Linked DNA regions of Sus scrofa: region 1 is linked to region 2. A link is a contact called in public Hi-C data. All regions are on one chromosome and are shown on one strand. Each heading gives the region's core, a stretch centred on a gene start, on an enhancer-like site or on the middle of the called end of the contact. The rest is flanking DNA. Distances are from core to core; before and after follow the strand shown.

Evidence for each region. A called contact is a pair of places that touch in the nucleus more often than the background predicts.
Region 1: a contact with region 2 is called in a Hi-C map of embryonic fibroblasts, with 5 times the contacts expected there. The contact joins the enhancer-like site here to the promoter of C1QTNF5 in region 2. A contact is called at or near these places in 13 of 47 Hi-C or Micro-C datasets (alveolar macrophages, blood, brain and 8 more) and 1 of 2 datasets of contacts at active chromatin or transcription factors (skeletal muscle).

What each region holds. Positions count from the first base shown.
Region 1 is chr9:46,671,023-46,675,573 of Sscrofa11.1, reverse strand. It overlaps a transcript of LOC102161637 not described here. Among named protein-coding and RNA genes, the nearest start is that of THY1, 63 kb to the right of the region's middle. Within about 2 kb of position 2,158, at least 21 of the 83 cell types and tissues checked have an H3K27ac peak or open chromatin away from gene starts, as enhancers often do. A contact at or near this core is called in embryonic fibroblasts, retroperitoneal adipose tissue, skeletal muscle and 1 more, where this site is marked.
Region 2 is chr9:46,547,149-46,551,781 of Sscrofa11.1, reverse strand. C1QTNF5 (complement C1q tumor necrosis factor-related protein 5) reads left to right here and starts at 1,636. Exons shown (of 3, transcript XM_003129940.3): 1 at 1,636-1,816; 2 at 2,104-2,360; 3 at 2,716-3,607. The coding sequence starts at 1,809. The coding sequence ends at 3,233. It overlaps MFRP (membrane frizzled-related protein), which reads left to right. Exons shown (of 12, transcript XM_013979475.2): 11 at 503-630; 12 at 721-1,399. The coding sequence ends at 945. It overlaps LOC110255443 (a long non-coding RNA gene), which reads right to left and starts at 1,501. Exons shown (of 3, transcript XR_002335677.1): 1 at 1,393-1,501.

The DNA of each region.
Region 1 (4,551 bases), core at 909-3,408, 120 kb before region 2:
TGGAGGAGGGCACACACCTTATGGGAGGCACATGGTGGCTGCATGTGGCACCAGCCAGGTGAGCCTGCCTGTGACTCACAGACACGGGGGATGGGGTGGGGCTCAGCAGTGTCTCCTGGTCCCCGTGGGCTGTGGCAGCTGGGGGAGCCCTCCCACAGCACTTGTCCTCCCAGCTGGAAAGTGCCTGGACAACCTGGGGGACAGAGAGCCAATGGAAGGAGGAGGGAGGGGACCCCTCAGCACTTTCACACACCCATTCACAGTGTCCCGCAGGTATCGACCTCCCCATTCCTCACAGATGAGGGGCCTGGGGCCCAGAGAGGCCAGTGACGTGGCCTGGGTCACCAGCTGGGACCTGAACTCAACTCCTGGGTCGAAAGTCCATGCCTCTTCTCTTGCATCACTTCTAAGTGAGCCGGGATCCTGAGCTGGGACCCAGGTACAATACCCAGCCCTGTCCTGCCCCACCCTGGGCTTCCAGCCTCAGCTCTGGAGCCAACCCTCAGTTCCAAAGCAGTAAGCGGCCTCAGGTCTGAGATGCAAGGGGTCCTGGGCTACGAGATTCCATCAGTGGATTCACCATCAGCTCCTGAGCCCTCCCTCACCCGGCACATCCTCCCACCACCCACACAGCCTCATCACTTCTCAACAGAGCCCCCAGCCCCCAGCGCCATCGGGGGTCATGCGGCCTCCAGTGGCAGGCCTCGGCTTTCAAAGAAGGTCCAAGTGACCCACTAATAAATAAACAAAGGGGGGTGGGCCCCTCGCCCTCAGGCACCAGGGGTCACCCTCCGAGTGTTTCCTTTCCCTCCCCTGGGATATATTTGGGAGCGCCAGGCCCCGACCTCTTGCAAGGCACCAGGGAGGCCCTGGGGACAGCTCCAGGCTGCCGCAAATATACGACAAATGTGAGACTGCGGGAAGGCTGTCCGTCCTGCCGGCCCCATGCCGCACAACCATGCTGAGACATGGCCACTCCCCCAGAGAGGACTCAGGCTACAAGTGCCCCGGCCCCCCACCCCTGGGCTGCCCACAGGGAGCCCCCACCCCTGTGCTGCCAACTCAGAGGACTTGGCAGACAGGCAGCCCTTCCCCGCTGACTCTTCAGGGCCTGTTCCTGGGCCAGAGGCCAGACAGGAGATGGCCTCTGGCACAAAGACCCTGAAAAACCTGGGGGAAGAAAGAACATGACAAGCAGAACAAGGAGGGGTGGAGGAGGTGTTACCATGTGGGTTGTCCACATTCCCCCTCCTCTGGTCCCCGGGGCTTGCTGCTTCCCTGCCTCCCACCCCGACCCCTCTCCAGAACAGCCACACAAGTCAGGGAGATGGAACTGCCAGCAGGTAATGTTAAACCAAGGAGAAGACACTGCCCTGGCACAGAGGAGGGCCCCCAACTCAGACACTGAATCCGGGAGGACTCCCTGAAGGAGTCGGTTTCTAAGGCCTTGGGGGAGAGATGATTTCAAGGAGAAACAGTTTGTGCAAAGGCCCTGAGGCAACAGAAAATGAGGATTGAAGAGAGTGGATAGGCTCTGGGCACAGGCAGCAGCCAAAAGAGCCCCGCTCCATACTGGTGGCCAGCCGCTCGCTCGTTCTGCTTCCTAGACATCCACAGGAATGCGCCCAGCCTCCCGCTGGCCCCATGAGCGTATTTTGGAAAAAATCTCTTGTCACAGTCCCCAGCCCAGCCCGAGGCTCCTTCAAACTCCTGCATCCTCTCTGAGGCCACTGCTGGGTGGAGCCTCAGCCCTCAGCCCTCCAGGAGTTCCTGACTCATCGAGGAAAAAGCTAAAAAGACCAAGAATCACTCCAGCTCTGGGGGGAAGGCAGCCATGACCTCAGCTCCAGGACACAGAGACAGAGGATGGGGGCAGGAAGCAAGGCAGAGACAGAAGAAGATACAGAAATAGAGACCTAGGTGGAGACTGATGGAAAGAGACATGCTGATCACAGACCGCCCAAGGAAGCAGGACAGAGATACACCAGGCAGTGACAGCTAACAGAAGCCAAAAGCAAAGGGACACTCCTAGGTACACAGGACAGGCTGCCAAGGACTATAAAATCAGCTGATCGGCTGATCCAGAGACAGCCTATGGATCTGGGAAGAAATCGGGTGGGGTGCCTTGACTGCACTTGCAAGAGAAGGCCGTGAGGGGGCGATGTTGCTCCAGCCACTGCCCACCAGCCAGCCCGGCAGCCAGCTCCCCGAAAACAAAAGCAGACTCCATCCATCAGAAGCAGCTGCTGTCTGCTCACTGGAAGGTGTAAGAAACTTGGACGGGGGAACCCAGAGCATCCACACTCTAGGCTGGAGACCCCTCCTCATCTCAGCATCTCCTCAATCCTGACCCTGCCCTCCACATTCCCCGTCACCTTCTCATTCTCCATTTCCTGACCCCTGCCTTCGAAGCACAACATGCCTGAGGACAGGGGGGATGCTGGCTAATTTCCCTGTTCTTTCTGGAAAGGACGCAAACAGATGCTTGGTCTGCTGGGTCTGAAGACTGCCCTTGGCTCCTGCCACAGGACTTGGTCCCCTCCTTTACATCTGACCTTCCAGGCTCTTGGTTTCAAAGCATCACTCACGAAGAGACAATGGTCTTGTATCCACGCTTAACACCAGACTGCAGAACAAAAATCACAAGTGCAACTTTGGGGGAGTTCCCGTTGTGGCTCAGCAGGATACCAACATGACCAGTATCCATGAGGACACGGCTTCAATCCCTGGCCTCATTCAGTGGCATACGGTGTTGCCATGAGCTGGGGGCAGATGTGGCTCAGATCCCATATTGCTGTGGCTGTGGTGTAGGCCTGATACAGCTCCAATTCGACCCCTAGCCTGGGAACCTCCATATGCTGCAGAAGCAGCCCTAAGCAAGAAAAAAACCAAAAACAAGTGCAACCTTGGGTTGTATTAACAGAACCAGTTGTCTGGTGGAGGACGGCGGACAGCAGCAATAAAGTCCAGGCCTCTGGTCACATCTTTTGAAGGGTCGTTAATAAACCTATGTAAGCCAGGAGGAAGGCCACTATAGAAACGTGCTACCCACCCAAGATCCATCAAAGAGCACCGACACCAGGTCAAACACTTTATGTAATCATCTCACCTTATCCTACAGCAACTCGCATCATCATATCCATTTTACAGACGAGAAAACTCAAAGTCCTCTTCCAATGACTATCATGCAGGTGTGGATATTTCTCAAAGCTCCGTCTCAGGCCTTTTCTCCTTTGTGCATATTTCCTAAGTGGTCACATTCCTTCCCATTACCTAGACTTAGTTCTCAAATTAAGTCTTTTGCCTAGATATGTCTCCCAAGTTCCAAACCAGTCTAGCCACCTGCCTTCTCCTGATCTCTTCCTGGATGTCTTCAGGGACCTAACATTCTATGTGCCCAGCGCTAACCCCTGATCTTCAGGTGGTGGGTGACCTGGGCACCCAGCACCCCTCAGCCAGTCTGGACCACACCCAGACCCGTCAGCTTCCAGTGGACGCTGCCCCACACTCAAATCCAGGCTCTCCGCCCTGCCCCCCTCCCTGGACCATCATCCTTCACATCCATCCTGTGACCGGTTCCAAGCTGCTCTCTGTTGCTACCCACACCCTCAACACCACAGCCAGAGCAGTCTCGTTGCTTTGCTTTGCTTTTTTTTTTTGGTCTTTTTGCCTTTTCTAGGGCCACTCCCAAGGCATATTGGAGATTCCCAGGCTAGGGGTTTAACCAGAGCTGTAGCCGTCGGCCTACACCAGAGCCACAGCAACATGGGATCCGAGCCGCGTCTGTGACCTACACCATAGCTCACGGCAACACCGGATCCTTAACCCACTGACCGAGGCCAGGGATCAAACCCGCAACCTCAAGTCTTAGTCAGATTCATTAACCACTGAGCTATGACAGGAACTCCTTTTTTTGCTTTTTTGAGCCATACCTATAGCATATGGAAGTTCCCAGGCTAGGGTTCAAATCAGAGCTACAGCTGCCTACAGCTGCCGTCCTATACCCCAGCCACAGTGATGCAGGATCTGAGCCATGTCTGCGACCTACATCACAGCTCACAGCAACACTGGATCCTTAACCCACCGAGCGAAGCCAAGGATAGAACCTGCATCTTTACGAATGCTCGTCGGGTTTGTTACCACTGAGAAACAATGGGAACTCCCAGGACAGTCTTTTGAAAACATAAACAGACTCATGTCATCCCCCCGCCTAAACCCCTCCAGGGCTTTGTATTGTTCTCAGGGCAAAGTTCAAAGTCCTCGCCACAGTCAGTGCAACCCTGATAACCAGCCGCCCTCTCCAGCCTCAGCGATGTCAGACCTGCCCATCACCACCTCTCACTCTCTCCCGCCAGGCAGGCTCCTCCCTCGGAGAAGGCCTTCTCTTCCTTCCTGTCCTGTCCTGAAGCCCCCACAGCTTGAAACACCCTCTGACCCCCTCCTTAGCCTCCGTCAGGATGGCAACATGCTCTCAACACTGACTTCGGTCTCCGTGCCCACCATGCAGAAGAGGGTGCATTCCGAGGGGAGCAGACCGCATCTGTCTTGGTC
Region 2 (4,633 bases), core at 387-2,886:
GCAGGCCTGAACAGGCTGCATGCCCATGTATAGAAACCCCCTGGCACACTTCATAGCAGCCACCCCTCTCCTCCCTGACGGGGGCAGGGGACCCACTATCCTGACTCCGGACCCCTTCACCAAGTCCTGGATTCTCCCCCAATGGGGGCAAAGGCATTTAGGGTCACCCCTAAAGGAAATGGGAATCTGGGAGTTGACAGCTTCAAGAACCAGTCCAGCCTTGTCAAACCAGCCCTCTCCAGGGCCCACCTCAAAGATGTGGGTGAGAGGAGGGGCACTCCTTCCAGAGGCCCAGCAGTCCTGCTGATGTTGAGGCCCCATGCTCCCTGATGCGCAGGGCTGGCGAATAATGCCCATTCTCGAGAAGAGGAATCCTCAACATGTATAAAGCATCTCTCCCTGTTATCTCTGATCCTCACGACAACCCCCATCTGACCCATACAGAGCAATTAGGTGACTTGTGAGTGTTCCCCAGAGTGACCCTCCCCTCCCATCCTTGCAGAGCTGGCCTGTGAGCCTGTCCAGGTGGAGATGTGCATCGGTCTGAGCTACAACACCACGGCCTTCCCTAACATCTGGGTGGGCATGGCCACCCAGGAGGAGGTGGTGGAGCTCCTCAGAGGTTACAAGGTGCTCTGCGCAGAGATAATGAGGGACCCCCAGAAAGGGGAGGGAACCTGGGGAGCAGGATGCCTGAGGGCTGATCTCCTTCTTCCACAGAGCCTGACAAGTCTGCCCTGCTACCAGAATTTCCGGAGGCTCCTTTGCGGGCTGCTTGTGCCCCACTGCACCCCGCTAGGCAGTGTCCTTCCCCCTTGCCGCTCTGTCTGCCAGGAGGCAGAGCGCCAGTGCCAGTCTGGCCTGGCACTCCTGGGCACCCCCTGGCCCTTCAACTGCAACAGGCTGCCCGAGGCAGCTGGCCTGGAGTCTTGTGCCCAGCCCTGACCTTGAAGCCGGCCCCTGCCCTCTGCTGCCCATCCTCCTTTGCCTATCAGGGCAGGCAAGCAGAGAAGCAAAGGAAGGGGGCCAGCATGGGACTCTGCCCATCTCCTCTGGGTCTCCCCAGGGAGGGGAAGAGAAGTCCTTGGGGCTAATGGGACCCTCCCACCTTCCCAGATCCCTCCCCATCCCTTTACTTGCTCCAGCTGCTGCAAACAGCTGGCCTGACTCCACCACCTATACCACCAACAATCTGGACCACTTCCCACCCAAGCCTCTGACCCCAATTTGCTACCTGCTTTTTCAGGCTCTCCGCCACTCACCTTCTGACATTTTCATTTACTCAACAAAAATGTACTGAGTGCTTAGTTACATGGCAAGCCCTGTTCTGAGCACTGGGAAGCTGCTTTGTCTACTGCTGCTGGAACCTTCCACCCTCAGGTCTCATCTTACCTTTCTCCTGGTCTAGAGTGTTGCCCTTGGTCTCTGTCACAGCACCATCTCTCCTGCCTGCTCCTTGGAGTTGTAGGCGCCCTGAGCATCTGTCTCTCGCGGTTCTGCCTCTCTGTGCCTGGCTCAAATCTCTCTCTCTCTCTCTTTTCTCTCCCAAACTTTGGCCGGCCGCCGGGCGACACCACGAGTTATTTCCCTGCTATTTCCCAGCCCGGGTTCTTGGCCCCTGAACAACTGGTTTCCTCTTGGAGTCTGGGAGGAGCAGAGCAGCCGGCAAGGAACGACCCAGGGCCAGGGAGGCGCCGAGGGCAGGGGCTAGAGAGAAGTGCAGGGCAGGCAGCAGGGCTCAGCTGGAGGGTCCGGAGTAGCGCGCCCCAAAGGAGGCCAGAGAGAGCGCGAGCTTCCCCCGAGCCAGGATGGAGGGGTGAGTGGGGGGGGCGGGGAAACGGAGTTGGGGGAGGGGACTGTGGGAAAGCCTGGGCGCCGGCCCGTGGGGGAGGGGGAGGGAGGGTCGGCCTCTCCCTTCCCCGCTGCGCGGTGCTCCCGGGGGTTCTCGGATCTAGGGGCGCCGGGTTCTTCATCCTCCCGCGGCCGCTCAGCCTCTCTCAGGCGCATGGCAGTGGGGTGGGTCCCACGCCGACCACGCCGAGGCCGGGAGCGAGGCTTGTCGCGGGATTCTGGGTCCCGACTCCTGTCCTGCCCGGCCCACAGACGACCAGAGGCCCCCGGCGTCTGGGCTCCGCGTGCCGGCGCCATGAGGCCGCTCCTCGCCCTGCTGCTCCTGGGTCTCGCGGCCGGCTCGCCCCCACTGGACGACAACAAGATCCCCAGCCTGTGCCCAGGGCACCCCGGCCTTCCTGGCACGCCGGGCCACCACGGCAGCCAGGGCCTGCCCGGCCGCGACGGCCGCGATGGCCGCGACGGCGCGCCCGGGGCTCCGGGAGAGAAAGGCGAGGGCGGGAGGCCGGGTAAGAGGCGCCTCCGCTGCGATCCGTGGGGACGTCGGAGCTAGCCCGGCCCGATTCCGCTCTCCGGGCCCGGGGCTCGATCTTCCCACCAAGGGGGCGCCGCTCCTGTCCCACACCCCACCCCCACTCCCGACTCCGGCGGCTCCCAGAGCCGGGAGAGGAGAGGGTGACTCAGCGGCGGGAGCCACAACCCCTGGGATCCTCAGATCTGCCCCAAGCCCTGTAGGAAGAGGGGAGGGAGCCCTGGGGCGCAAGGCGGCCCCGGCCGGGCAGTGGTGGCTGGGAGGCTGAGGGTGGATGAGGGAGGAGCAGCGGGCACACCCTAACCGCTCCGCTTCTCCCCCACGCCCCGCAGGCCTCCCGGGGCCGCGTGGGGAGCCCGGGCCGCGAGGAGAGGCGGGCCCGGTGGGGGCGATGGGGCCTGCGGGCGAGTGCTCAGTGCCTCCGCGCTCCGCCTTCAGCGCCAAGCGCTCCGAGAGCCGAGTGCCACCGCCATCGGACGCGCCCCTACCCTTCGACCGCGTGCTGGTGAACGAGCAGGGACATTACGACGCCGTCACGGGCAAGTTCACCTGCCAGGTGCCCGGGGTCTACTACTTCGCCGTCCACGCCACCGTCTACAGGGCTAGCCTGCAGTTCGATCTGGTCAAGAATGGCGAGTCCATCGCCTCTTTCTTCCAGTTCTTTGGGGGGTGGCCCAAGCCAGCCTCGCTCTCCGGGGGCGCCATGGTGAGGCTGGAGCCCGAGGACCAGGTGTGGGTACAGGTGGGCGTGGGTGACTACATTGGCATCTATGCCAGCATCAAGACAGACAGCACCTTCTCTGGATTTCTAGTGTATTCCGATTGGCACAGCTCCCCTGTCTTTGCTTGATGCCCGCTGGAAAGTGAGCCCGTGCTCTCTCACTCCGAGGTGTGACACTGAGGGCCACATCATCCTGGAGGGCTGGCCCCCCTGGAATGTTGTGTAGGACTGCAGAGGTGGGATGGGGGCCTCTCCCTTCTGCTGCCTCAGGGAATGGGGACAGAGACTCTGAGATCAGGGCTGGCAGCATGGGGCAGTGGCTGGATTTCTGCCCTAGACCAAAGGAGTGCGCTGTGCTGGCAGGGTCCCCCCAGTTGTTCTGGCCCAGAACCCCAAAGTGGGGTGCTCCTTTCCTGGTCCTCTGCTTCTCTGGGTCCTCCCTCATCTCTCCTGTTCCTGGGCTCTTTTCTCAGAGATCATTCAATAAATCTAAGAAAACCTCCTACTGGCTTCAGCCTTTCTTCTTTAATGGTGGGGATGCCCTGATCCTGAAACTGGGGTGGTGGTGGGAAGGAGTGGGGAGAGGGTGCTCAGGCAGACGGGAGGGCTCTTAGGCTGGATGGAGCTGTGGGGCAGGAGACACAGGAAGCAGGCCCAGGTGAAAGGCTGCTCCACAGAGCTTCTGCCTAAGCTGTAAAGGTTGTGAACAGGAGTGGCCTGCTGAGGAGGGTGTCCTGGTATGGGGCTCCAGCCCCAAAAGGAAGCCCCTTTTTCCAACTCATTGATAGTATATGGACTGGCTGTGATTTCATCACACACACCCCTGCCCTGACCAACTAAAAGGAGCCCAGGATTTTCATTCATGACTGCTCTGGCTGTTTGCCCGGTCGCTATGTAACTCCAAAGCTATTTCTCTGTCCCCCATGCCAGGGGAGTGGAGTGCCCTTGGATGTCTAGAGGTAAGTCATTTTGGAGATGGCCACAAGGGGGCGTCCCAGTTCCAGAATGCAGCAATGACCCTAGGTTGCTTGAGCTCCTGACTACCAGGATTGTTAGTGGGAGAGAGGCTATTGAGGTCTGCCAATAGCATCCAGATGGGGGCTGAAGGAAAAAAGGGTTTTTTTCTCCCAGCTCAGGAAGTTTATCTTCTCTCATAAAATGTTTATCCTCACTTTAAACAGAGACTGGAAGGAGCCAAGCTCCCTTTGCAGGGTTGGGGGAAGGGGGAAAAAAGCCCTTCCTCAGGCCTCCCAACTCTAAGGTGGATGTGGGAACTCTCCCCTACTGAGCTGGGCCGCTCCACTAAGTCTGAGGCTAGCCACAAAGCCCCTTCAAGGCTCCCCTCCCTGATCCGTAGAAGCCAGCCCCTGCCCCACTCCCAACCCAGTGCCTGAGAACCAGGGTTTGCCAGCCCACATCAGCTCAAGCTCTCAACTCAAGAGAAAGTGGAGGGGCCTCTCCTCAGAGTTGCTTCCTGACCTCCTCTTTTTCCTTCTTGCCCTCTCTTCCAGAAGACTGTCCCTGGCATT